4 separate regions of the Oryctolagus cuniculus genome follow, and regions 1, 2 and 3 are each linked to region 4. Evidence: chromatin contacts called from public Hi-C and Micro-C data. All regions are on one chromosome and are shown on one strand. The core of a region is the stretch at or near the end of the contact, and the rest is flanking DNA. Distances in the headings are between cores, read along the strand shown.

The links. Hi-C and Micro-C count contacts between places; a contact is called where the count stands out from the background.
Region 1: a Micro-C map of ear pinna shows a contact between it and region 4, with 4 times the contacts expected there. The contact joins the enhancer-like site here to the promoter of HES1 in region 4. A contact is called at or near these places in 3 of 6 Hi-C or Micro-C datasets (ear pinna, psoas muscle and an unstated tissue).
Region 2: a Hi-C map of psoas muscle shows a contact between it and region 4, with 4 times the contacts expected there. The contact joins the enhancer-like site here to the promoter of HES1 in region 4. A contact is called at or near these places in 5 of 6 Hi-C or Micro-C datasets (ear pinna, embryonic fibroblasts, psoas muscle and 2 more).
Region 3: a contact with region 4 is called in a Micro-C map of ear pinna, with 2.8 times the contacts expected there. The contact joins the enhancer-like site here to the promoter of HES1 in region 4. A contact is called at or near these places in 4 of 6 Hi-C or Micro-C datasets (ear pinna, embryonic fibroblasts, psoas muscle and 1 more).

The regions. Positions count from the first base shown.
Region 1 is chr4:85,559,722-85,562,776 of mOryCun1.1, forward strand. No RefSeq gene overlaps it. Among named protein-coding and RNA genes, the nearest start is that of HES1, 240 kb to the left of the region's middle. Within about 2 kb of position 1,495, at least 7 of the 8 cell types and tissues checked have an H3K27ac peak or open chromatin away from gene starts, as enhancers often do. A contact at or near this core is called in ear pinna, where this site is marked.
Region 2 is chr4:85,189,284-85,192,151 of mOryCun1.1, forward strand. No RefSeq gene overlaps it. Among named protein-coding and RNA genes, the nearest start is that of CPN2, 74 kb to the left of the region's middle. Within about 2 kb of position 1,433, at least 4 of the 8 cell types and tissues checked have an H3K27ac peak or open chromatin away from gene starts, as enhancers often do. A contact at or near this core is called in ear pinna, where this site is marked.
Region 3 is chr4:85,452,790-85,455,905 of mOryCun1.1, forward strand. No RefSeq gene overlaps it. Among named protein-coding and RNA genes, the nearest start is that of HES1, 140 kb to the left of the region's middle. Within about 2 kb of position 1,867, at least 5 of the 8 cell types and tissues checked have an H3K27ac peak or open chromatin away from gene starts, as enhancers often do. A contact at or near this core is called in ear pinna, where this site is marked.
Region 4 is chr4:85,317,633-85,320,658 of mOryCun1.1, forward strand. It overlaps HES1 (hes family bHLH transcription factor 1), which reads right to left and starts at 1,499. Exons shown (of 4, transcript XM_002716517.5): 1 at 1,118-1,499; 2 at 893-988; 3 at 546-633. The coding sequence starts at 1,225. It overlaps LOC103350485 (a long non-coding RNA gene), which reads left to right and starts at 2,513. Exons shown (of 4, transcript XR_518490.4): 1 at 2,513-2,639.

The DNA.
Region 1 (3,055 bases), core at 245-2,744, 240 kb after region 4:
TCCAGGCGCGTACGGACAGCACCTGTCCTGAGCAATGCTCTGGGCGAGGGGAGGCCGGAGACCGGTGGACCGGCCGCCTCTCATCAGTGAGTCCTGGGTGTGGCTCTCGGTGTGTGGTTGCGGCAGCTCGTCTGAACAACTGCTTTTAGCTGAGGGCAGATGCTTCTAGCTGAGGAGAGGGTGAGTATGGGTAACACAGGAGTTAGAGAACGGGACACCAAGCAGACAAGCCACAGCAGTGCACTTGCCCTGGACAGCAACCCATCCAGGGGCTCTGACGCACACATGCACATGCGTATGGTATTAGCGGGGCTCACACATGATCAGAGTTCCCAGGGATGGCCCTAACCCTCTGACTGATCTTCCACACCCCAGGGAACCTTGCCTTGCAGGACCCAGCTTCAAGAAAATCTCACATGGTCCTGTGGCACTGTCTGTTGGTCCCTGGTGTGGAACTCCTTGGGGGCAAGTTGACCCGCGTTGGTTCTGACAGGCTCACAGCCTGCGAGAGCACGGGCAGCACTGGGGTTCCGGGTCCTCAGGCTGAGAACCACTCCTGCATTCTGATGAGCCCACTGAGCTGCCACCACGCTAAGTCCCCACGAGAGCTGGCATCTAAATGTCCCAGAGAGCACGGGTCCCAATGACGTTCTTTATCGGGAAGTGTAGCTCCCTCCAGGTTGAGTAAAGGATTAAGTACCCATGCCTGCCAGACACCAGGCACCTAACAAAGGCCAGCTCTTTCCCCACTTGATGCAATCTCTATGACCTATCTTGGCCGGGAGAGTGTGCTCACCCCCAGACCTGGAGTCCTGCCTGCTGCTGCCCTGGTTTCTCTCCCTCCCCCTCCCATAAGCCCCAGCCTAGGCTTCCTGCAGGGCTTGTGTTAGGCGTCCCTGTGCATTCCCCCCATCCTGATCCTTCCCCGCGTGCCAGTTATGCCCTTGGGGTGTTCCCTGAACCACACAACAGCGACTCAGCAGAGGGCAGCAGGCCCAGGAGCGTGGCACCGTGGCACACCAGTCTCTGTGGGGCCTGGCACGAGGCCCTCCTGTCTCAGGTCTCCATTTCCCCCTTGGTGACACAAGGGCGTTGGGCTAGGGCACCACCTGCAGCACTGCCGCAATAAATCACCCCAGCCAAGCAGCCAGCCACACACACACTTTTAGCACCTTTCCCATACTGGAACAGAACATGCCCCAGGTCCCAGGGCCCTCACGCCAGGTCAGGGACCCTCCCTGCAAGACGGGACCCAGAGGCGACCAGCAGTGTGACAAGACTGGAGGGGGAGAGCTCCCTCCAAGTGGCAACAGACGCCCCCCCCCCCCCCCCCCCCGCGCGCCGCCCCCACGGGGCTTGGCAACCAGCAGAGACCCAGTAGTCGCTCCTGCTTCCTGCCCGAGGCTCCGCCCCTGCTCGCATTACTCAGCGTCCTGAAATGCTTGCCTCCCTCCAGCCGTTCAGGTCCTGCGCACAGCACAAAGGTCCTGTTGTGGGCCTGCTGCTCACGCAGCCGACCAGCCTCTGGGTGACTCACTCTCTTGCCATTTCCTTTGTGTGGCTCCGGAGCGTGTTGTCTCCGGGGGCGCCGGGGGTGGGAGCCGCTCGGGCAGCCTTGTCGCCGCCGCCACCGCTGCTGGGGAAGAGGACGGCTCCTCCAACGGCCGCCGCCGCCGGCACCTTTCATGTGGAGGCGCCCAGCACGCACGCGATGGAGCCCACGCCTTGGGCTTCCCAAAGGCAGCATCTGGCTCCGGGACTGCGAGAAACAAAGCGTCCGCGGAGGGCAGCACGCGCTGCCCTAACCAGCACTTCTTCACCAACAGCAAAAAGTAACCGCGCGAGGAAGGGCTTGGGGACTCAGGGAGCGAGCGCAGCAGGTGTCCGAGCGGTCCTTGGGACCCAGCTGAAATGCCTAGCCAGCCTCATGAGAACCTGTCCACGCTTGGAAGCCTGGTTCAGAGCAGGGGCTCCTGGGCCAAGGTTAGGGGCTTAAGGCAGTGATCCTGGAGACATCCGATGAATAGGAAGGGGCAGGTGGATACGGGACAGGGAGCCCGGACAGCCGTCTAATGCAGTTAAGTGCCTGCCCTTCGGCAAGGTCTAAGTGAAATTGCAGGCATCCATAAGAGCAGGTCGCAAGCTGTGTCTCCTAAGAGCCCCTGGGCTGGCCGGCCGTCCACACACCCTGACACTTGTCCTTGTGCACACACTCTGCCACCCTGGATGGCCTATTCTTCCCGAAGCACACACACCATGCCCTTGCTTGCACCCAGCTTCTGCGCGAGCCTTGCCCGCTGCCAGGAAAACTCTCCTTGACTGCCTGAAGGTGTCTGATGAGATGCATTCCTTTAGAACTCTGCTGAGGAGTCATCTTCAGCAGGAAGCTTCTCCCCTGTGCTCCTCCGGCAACCCATGCGAAGCCATGACATGGCGCTGAGACACCTGCCTGGTGACACGAGGTGGTGGTGAACGAACTGAGCGCTGGGGAAAGGAAACAGCTTCACGTGCCGCTGCCTCCTGGTGGGACAGAGACAAGCCCCACCGGAAGCCTAAGAAAATGGTTTTAAATCTGTCCTTCCTTTCACAATCTTTAGGCATCTCCCTTGCAGGTGTTGTGGTGAGGTTACTGCCCTAGACTGAGGGGTGACCCACACAGGCATGGGAGCGTGTACCTAGCACCAGGAGGTAGGGTCAAAACCAAACCAAGATCCAGATCGCAAAAGCATGCATGGACAGGTGAGATCTGTGGCTGGTCAGCAGGCTGTCCCTGAGAACAGTGCATGGAGCATGCAGAACCAACTCCACCCACCCCCCAGCATGTACGCATGTGTGTGTGCGCGCGCATACACACACACACACACACTCACTCTTGCAGTTCTTTAGGATTTGCAAAACTTCCAAGCTTTAGAGATGGGCATCCTAAGCCTGGAGGATTGGGACTCTTGCTCAGGGTCCCACAAGGAGTAAGTGGAGAGAAAGAACCCAGATCTTCCTTTGTTCCACGAGTCCCAAGGGTCCAGTGGGTGTCACACACCGTGAGGTTGAATGAGGC
Region 2 (2,868 bases), core at 183-2,682, 130 kb before region 4:
TTGGGCTCCTGCCACTCACATAGGAGATCCAAATGGAGATCCTGGCTCCTGGGTTTGGCTTGGCGCAGCCCTAGCTGCTGCGGCCATTTGGAAATGAAGAAGCAGATGGAAGATATCTCTCTCTGTCACTCCACCTTGCAGATAACTAAGTCCTAAAAGAACAAGCAGCCATCCTCAGGGAAGTACTGGCCCCTGCTGCTTCTCTTTCTCAAAGTTCCAAGGCGCCAGCATCCACGGAGGTGGGCACGGCAAAGTGACAGCCCCCAAGGGTCAGCTGGGGAAGCCGAGGCCCAGCGGGCTGAGAGGACTGACGGGCGGTGCTCCACGGATGGCAACACTACCCAGCAACTCGTGTCTATGTGATTGGGTGTGCCCGCCCAGCCCGGCAGGTGGGGGGCCCTGCTTGGCGGGCTCCTCAGCGGCTGGAAAGCCTAGGCACGAGGACTGGCTGCCTTCCCGGACAACACAGAGCACCGCCCGCCTGCTCTGCCCGGCAGCTCCAGGCGGCCGCCTTCCGCCCCCGCGGGCCGCCGGGGGGCCTCTGCGGCGACGCCTGCAGCCGTGTTCAGGGCAGGAGGCGGTCTCCGTAGAGCTCATAGGAGCGACTTTGTTTTCCTGAGAAGACAGGGCAAGGGTCGCCTCCCCGCCTGGATGAGTGAGTGGCCCCCAAATGGCCTCCCGCCGTGGGTCTCTGCCAGGGCGCGGGTGTCAGGGGTCCGCTCCCCCGCGGGCGCAGCAGCGCGCCCTACGCTGCCGGAGGGTTTGCGCCGCCCGGGGAGACTTTGTGAGCCCTCGATCCGGCCACGATGGACAGAAAGGCCTCTCTCCCGCAGGGCGGTGGGGTCAGGCCTGCTGCCCGGAGGGAGGCTGACCCTGAGATGGGGGCAGGGTTGAAAGGGCAGGATGCGGTGTCAGTCAATCGCTTCTGACAGGCGCGCGCGTAGGTTCCCGCCAATGGGTGCGCAACAAGAGCCGTCCCCCGGCCGCCCTGCGCCGTATTGTTGGCCTCAGGGCCGAGGAGTGGGCCACCGGCCAGCAGCGGCCCTTTTGCCCCTCTCCTTGCCAAGTGTGTGTGCCACGTGCTGAGAAATAGCTCGGGGAAGCAGAATGCAAAGACCAGGTTTCTGGTTCCAGCTCTGCCACGGACTGCTTGCCGGAGACGGGCTCAAAGTTCTCATCTGTGAAATGGGTGTTGAAAGCGTGTCCCCTGAAAAATCCTCAAGTCGTCGTGGGCGTTGGTGTGAGACGCCTTTGAACAGCTGCGTGCTGCCTGAGGAGCCTGGCCCAAGTGCCGGGAGCCTGGCAGCCGCTTGGGACCCGCCTGGATCCGTCCCCGCTAGGTGGAGCGCGTGGCACTTCCAGAGGCGCGCTCCGCCGGCCGGAGCCTGCTCCCCGCCTCCCGCCCTCCCCGACCCGGCGGGGCCTTGCTGCTGCTCTCCCTCCCGGGGCGCTGGCAGACTCTCAGAGGCCGAGGAGGAGGCCTGGCTGCCAGGAAGGGTGGAGCTGCCAGACGCGGCCAGCCGCAGTGTGACCCGGCCAGTCCCGGAAGCTCTCCAAGCCCCCGGGGCCGGGGCCGCACATCCGCCGGGGGCTGTCCAGGCACCGAGGCCACCGAGGCCGTGTGGGATACCTTTGAGGTCAGGTGGCTGGAGATTTCCAGTGGGAACGGCTGTGGGGTCCGAGGCTTTGGGACGGACTCCCGCGTGGACTAAAGGAGTGGACAACTTTCAGAACTGCTCCCGACCCACAGCGTGCCTGCAGGGAGCCTTGGGTTTTCGATTTTAAAAAGTTCGCAGGTGTCCAAGACTCTTCTCCAAGGCCGAGCACCGTGTGCTAGGCTTGTTCCCTGCAGGGATTCTTCAACAGCTCAAGGAGACGAGAGGCTTCTTACTCTGCCCATTTCACAGAGGAGGCTGCTGCGGCGGGGGCGTTGGCGGGGGGGTGGGGGTGGGGGGCAGGATCACATAAATACTCCCTTGTTGAAGTCTGGATTCAAACCCTGGCAGATCTGGCGGCTGCTGCTGCCCTGTTAAGCTTCTCCCTTTCCTGGGAGGCGGGGACCAATGCTCGCTCACCTCTGCAGCTGGCCCGGCGCCTGGCAGCTCTCCAACAAGGAGCTGCTGAGTGGGGCCTGCTGCATTTTTGGGCTTTCTCTCCCATTACAGATGGATGAAATCCGTGACAGTGCTGAGCTCTGTAGAGAGCACGTAGTGGGGCCGCATGAGCCGGACAGCTGAGGCGTGTCTCGGCTCTCTCCCACGTGCTGTTCCTGTGCTTGTGAGTCAGGTTCACAGACGAGACGGACTGCCTCGTTGGTCCCCGCAGTGGTGCGGGAGTCAGGACAGAGTCTGCAACCCTCCCCCTCCACACATCGCAGCTGCACCAGGTTTGGGCGCGGGATGAAAGGCATCTGCTTCCCTCACTGACGTCACCGAGGGAGCCCTCCTCTTCTGTCCTGCTCAGAGCCCTGAGAGGCTGAGTCACAGGGTCTGACCCGTGGACGTGGGAAGCACTGATTCCGAATCAGCCTGGAAGCGTGCCCGAGCTGGCAGGGCCTGCACAGCTGAGTGGGGGCAGGGAAGACAGCCGGGGCTGGTCTGGGTCCCTTGGCTCCCACAGAGAGCCACGGGTTTTCTCCTTGTTTCCAAACACAGACCCTGTCCTCCCTTCTGCAGCCCCCTGGCCTGGCCTGCCTCCTCGTCCCTCCTTAAGGTGGTTGAGACAGAGCTGTTCATATATGCATCAGGTTACCCTCTCCGGGCTGGGTCTCAGCAAGCTCACACAGCCACAGGAATAGTGGGAGGCCCCCCAGGAAACAACCCATTCCAGAAGCCTCAGTGGCGGGGTGGGTGGGTGGGGGACAGTGCT
Region 3 (3,116 bases), core at 617-3,116, 140 kb after region 4:
TGTTCATAACTCCCAGGTGTCAGGAATGGCCTGATTCATTAGACCGCACATGTTTTCTAGAAAGTCTGTACTTCGTTTATTTCCCCCAGGTAATATAGATTTCTAAATGCAGTGAAAGTATAGGACTTTGTTGTTGTTGTTGTTTTTGGAAGTCCACCCACAAGATGGTCAATGAGGATTCATCGCAGAAACTTTACTCCATCGTTTTAAAAAAATACACATCAACAAGTGCCTTGTGGTGAAAATTAAAATTATATTAATTTTACAGTGGAAACTTGATTAACTTCTTTGTTAAGCAATTTGCTCAAAGTCCACAGCTACTAAAAGAAACAGCCCTGAAGCTTGGCCCAGTTCTGCTGCTGCCAAAGGCACACTCCAGTCTCCACGACCTGGTTAGCCTACGTGTAGGTCTTAATTTCGTGGGACCAGAAAGAAAGCTCTAGTTAGAGTCTTTAACTGTGTGCGATTGGGAAGCCCATAGCAGCTGCTTCAGGCAGGTCCTTCAGGGCGCAGGGCTTGCAGTAGGAGAGGCTGGGACAGTCCACAAGCTGATGGATCAGATGGAGCCCTTGAAGGAGGCCAGAGGGACTGTTACCTGCCAAAAGGGGGCAGGGGAAATGGGACACTGGACACAGAGAGACAGGAAGATGGCAGTGAGACGCTGGACTGTTCTGGGGTAGTTGTCAGGGGCCGTGGGGCCTCCAGGGCTGCAGAGGTGGGAGAGCGGCCCCAAGTAGCGGGGGGTGAAGTGCAGGGAACTCTTCCAAGGTTTAGAAACAAGGGCCCGAGGGTCAGGAGCACGAGCCTCAGGCGTGGTTTCCTGCACTAACCCCTGTCACAGGTGTGGGGTGACTTCATCCTGGTCATTGGGTTTCCCATCCTAAGTACAAAAGGTGCTCTCTAGAGCGGGGCTGAAGGCGAGGGGCTGCAGAGTCTCTATCCCTATCTTTTTGGGTCATGATTGACAGCGCAGGTACCAATGGCATGTCACACACGTATGGAAGACTAAAGTGCAGTTCCATGGGGCGGTGCTGCCCCGTAGGACACACGTAGTGCACTCAGATACTTGCTATTCTGTTCACGTTAGCAGAAGTGCTGCTGCTGCTCACGAAACTGATTTCTTAGTCTACTAGTGGGGCATGCCTGGTGCAGTGGAAAAAAAAAATCATCACTGCTCGAGTCATAGCATGAGTCAGCAGGACAGAAGGCCCCCTGGGGTCGCCCTCTGGGCCCTTGGTAGCCACAGGCAAAGGCATGGGAGCTGCACACAGAATTTTTTCCACCGTGAAGAGATAAAAATAGGTATCTTAATTCTGGTTCACCTTTGTCCTTTTAGCCTGCAGATAACTTCCACTGTCGCGGTGGTGGCTGGCCTGGATTGGAAGCCTGCTTGCTTGCAACAAGTGCAGACGTTTCTGGAATAGCACTGGAAGCACAGTCCTGCTAACGCCTGAGATAGGGCGTCCTCCCTCGCCGGCTGCCCAGGAGCCGGTGCCGCACACACGAAGGGAACCAGGCTGCTCCTCCTGGGGCCTTGGCTGCTTCCCCTGTGACTGAATTGGAAGAGGAACTGTTTGCCTTTGGCCGTACATCCTGAATCATAATCAGGATGCCGCTGGCACAAGAGAGCCTGCTCCCACCCTCGCCTGAAAGAACTGCCCAGGGAGGGGAGTTCCTGCCCTCGGCAGCCCCAGAGAAGGAGGCCCGTGGTTTATTGTGTGCTGGCACGGCATCAGAAGTCAGCTCAGTCACTTACAGTAAAACCAAGGAGGGCAGAACAATGCATTCAGAATGAGGTTCAAACACCTCATTAAAAGGAACAGATTGTTCAGTTCATGCCAGGATCACAAGGCTTACGTATTTGTTAGCCAGAGTCCGGTGGCCTTCGGAGATGCTTTCCTGGCTGTGGAATATGAAAAAGATACACAGCCACACCCGTAGGCCTTTCCGTTCTCCAGTTCAACAGATGCGCTTTGCTCCAGCCACGTATCGGGGACTGTGTGATTAGGGCACGTTGGTTTTCGAGGATAGCGCTAAGAAATTACCACGAATTGGTGGGTTGAAACAACAGGAATGTATTCCCCTCCCAGCTTCAGCCATCTGAACTCTGACATCAGGGTGCTGGGCGGGGCTGCACGCCATGCCAAGGCTCCAAGAGACTCCTTCCTGGTCCCCTCTGGTTCCAGGCATCCTTTGGCTACGACTGCGTCTCTCCAGCCTTCGCCTCCTCTCTGATGTTCTCCTTTGTGTGTCTTCTGCCGTGGGATTTAGTAACCCAGAATAACCTGATCCTCAGGTTGATAGCATCTGGAGATCCGCCACTTAATCACATATGTAAAGACCATTTCCCCCCACCCCAGATAGGTCACATTCACATGTACGGGAGGTTAGGTCTTGGACATACCTTTTTCCAGACCATCGTTCAACCCGTCCACTCAGTCAAGGATACAAAGTTGAAAAGGCCAGGGCTGAGGTTCTCAGGAAGTTCAGTGTTGTGGGGCAGAGGAGTAGATAAACAACAGTGTCAAAAGAATGTTCCCGGCAGAGCTCTGTTCCAAGGGCCAGGGGATCTTCAAAGAGTTTGTGCTGGGAGTTGATGTGGGGACGGTGGTGGGAAAGACACAGTGCCTTTCCTCACCTTTGAACTCTATAATTCCTTGGCATCTAGAAATCATTCCAGAAAGTTGAAAACACGGGTAGGGTCTGAGGACAGGGCCTGAATACCGGTCCAGCCAGGTGCGTGGGGTCTGGCAGAGTTCCGCCGAGTCTGTTGGTTGTCTTGAGGTTTGAGGGAATTGGCAGAGAAATGAAAGATGGCTGGGTCATAAATTGTAAGATTTGTGATGGATTTATCGCTCGAGGTGAGAGTTGGATGCTGTTCAGTGGGTCATTGGCTTTCTCTGTGGTAGAAGCAGCAGAGCAGCCGTTTGTGTCATCCTCACAGAGTCCAGTGGGGCGTGTCTGCGGCCCCAGGTCACAGCACCGGTACCCCGGCAGGGACACCGTGGGCCACAGCGGCTGCCACACACATGTCTCATTTGCTCCGAGGCCTTGAGTCAGTGGTCTGTCTTGGCCCTTGGTGTGGTTGGAGAAGGCAGCTGCTGCTCCAAGACAGA
Region 4 (3,026 bases), core at 249-2,748:
GGGGAACCAGCCGCCACCACCACCGCCACCGCCACACCAGCGTGGCAATCCGAGCCGAGACACCGCCTTCCCATTCCCTGTCGCTCCATTTAAACTGCTCTCAGGCCCAGCCCCGCGCGCGCTGTGACCTTGGGACTCGGCCCCCACCCTCAATCCACCAACCGCGCCGGTTTCCCCTTCTGGAGCGGGGGAGGAGAGCAGTGCGCTAAACCAGATGACCCCCCCCCCCACTCCACCCCCAGGCTGCACACAGCTCCAAACCGCCACGGCTCCCAGTCCTTTAGCCCCAGCCCGCTTCCCCCGCAGCCAAGCCGCCCGCCACCCTCGCGGCTACCACCTCTCTCCCTCCCTTTCCGGAACAGTAACAACTTGGAGTTGCGGCTATAAATAAGACCCAGACCGTGGGAACGCGAGCGTGAGCCAAGGCAGTAAAATGTAGCTCAATGCCGCTCACAACCGCGGGCGGAAGTCTGGAAGGAATCACCGCCGGGTGCGAGGGCCGCCCGCCGAGGGGGACGCGCGAGCCGCCCTCACCGCGCCCTCACCGGTCATCTGCGCGCGCTGCAGGTTCCGGAGGTGCTTCACGGTCATCTCCAGGATATCGGCCTTCTCCAGCTTGGAATGCCGCGAGCTCTGCACAACAGAGGGCAAGGCAGGGCAGTGAGACCCCCGCCGCCCCCCGTCAGCTGCCTCGGATCGCTGGGGCCCTCCCGCCCCCCGCCTCCCCGGCCGTGGACCCCGGCGAGAAAGCAGCATTGCCGGGCTAGGCTAGGATCCTCGCCTCGCAGGCAAGGGGGATTTCATTCCCGGAGGCTCCGAAACAGTACTTCGCACTTCTTAATAAATAATAATAATAATAATAATAAAAGCAGCAGGATTCTCCCCCACTTACATCTTTCTTAAGAGCATCCAAAATCAGAGTTTTCAGCTGGCTCAGGCTTTCATTTATTCTCGCTCTTCGTCTTTTCTCCATGATTGGCTTTGAAGACTGCAAAGAAATCAGACAGAACTCTGAGTTCCCCTGGGATCTGCCGCTTCACCCCGGGGTTTCCGGAGGGAAAGGAGCCCCCACCCCCGACCTGGTTCCTGGGGCTAGAGATACAGGCACTGCGCTTACCTTCCTGTGCTCAGAGGCTGTCTTTGGTTTATCCGGTGTCGTGTTGACACTGGCTGGGGTAGCAGCCACCGGGGACGAGGAATTTTTCTCCATTATATCAGCTGGCATTTTCCTTCCTTTTTTTTTAATCCCTAGAGAATTTTTATTTTTGGAGACCTTCGCCCAAAAATAATATTTTAATGTCCCTTTTTTCTTGAGACTTTCACAAAACTACTGAGCAAGTGCCGAGGGTTTATTATTCTATTTTGCAGCTACTGGGTGATCGGTAGCGCTATTCCAGGACCAAGGAGAGAGGTAGACGGGGGATTCCGCTGTTATCAGCACCAGCTCCGGATCCTGTGTGATCCCCAGGCCCTGGCGGCCTCTATATATATCTGGGACTGCACGCGAACGGCTCGTGTGAAACTTCCCAAACTTTCTTTCCCACAGTAACTTTCAGCCAATGGGAGGAGGAGACACGCGGCACCGCTCGTGGACCGCGCCCCCCCATTGGCCGCCAGGCACAAGGTCTGGCGGCCAATGGCGCGCGCCTGAGCCCAGGGCACCGGAGGCTACAACGTCAATCAAAGGAATTTTAACCCTTTGCTACTCTCCCCTCTGGGCTTTGCTTTCGAGAGGATTTTTCCGCTTTAGTTTTAGACTAGTTTCTTTCTTTAAGGGGCCAATGTCTTTGCTCTTTGTTCTCTTTTCTATGTGTCACAGAACTGCTTTGACTGTAATAAGAAGTTCATTGGAAATATATTTTCAGAAAGGTATAGACCAAAGAAAAAAAGAGAGACATGATCAGTGATTAAAAGCGGCATAAGCGTGCAAGGGTGTGAATTACCCAAACATCTAAGTGATTTCCCTCCGAGCTTCTGTATACTGAGGAGAGTGAAAAGTAGATAATGCAGAAAAATAACCCCACCCACCCCCAAATTCCTTTTTGCATGCACCAGAAGGAAAAATAAAATTACCTTGCACTTCTCATTTGCAGGCTTCTCAGGGCAAGGTGGTTCTTGGACGCCCCCCACCTTCACCACCCCGTCCCTCTTTCCTTCTGTTGGTGTTGGGGGCCCTGGACCCCCACGCTGCCCCAGGAAACAATCAGAAAAATTTCCAACTGGGTAGAAAGGAAATGGAATCGCCAATGACAAACGAACAAGGGGCGCTTTGATGGCAACGCCGCTCCGGGACGCGCGCGCGCTCCTCCGCACCCTCTCCCTTTCCGCCCGCGGGCCCTCGGCGCGGCGGCACCTCGAGGCAGGCGGGCGGCGAGGCTGCCTCTCCCCTCGCGGGCCCTTTAAGAGCTGCACCAGCCGAGCTGCAGTTTGACATCAGCCGGCCGGCGAGGGCGCGCCTGGAGCCGGAGCACGTGCCAGGATGTTTTATTGCCGCCGCGGCTGCGGCCGGGCCGGGAGGATGTGTGTGTGCGTGCGTGTGTGAGTGTGTGTGCGCGCGCCCCGGGGGCAGGGAGGCGGGAGGCGGCGGCGGGCGGCCGGGAGCGGGGGCCGGTTCCTGGTCCCCGGGAGAAGCCAAGAAGGTAAATAGCAGCTGCTGTGCTCGAGCCTGGGAAAACCCCGCCCCCTGCGCCTGGCCCGGGCTCATTGGCGCGCGCTGCGTGTGGGGTGTGTGTGTGTCCGGGGCCCCCTCCCCGGGCCCCGCCGGGCCAGGAATCCGAGGGGGCGGCGGGCGGAGAGCCCAGCCCCGGCGCTTACCCTCCCCCGCCCCTCCCCCGGCCAAGGTCAGCCCTTCCGGGCGGGGAGCGCACGCCCTAGGGTGGAGAGCGGGGCATGGTTCCAGCCCTCCCCCACCCTGCTTTTCGGGCTCGGGGCTTTAACTTGGCCCCAGACTTCCCTCGCCGCAGCCCCGGGGTGGGGGCGGGGGGGCACCTGGCTCGTTCCTCGCCCCCGCCCGCCCGCCCTCTCCC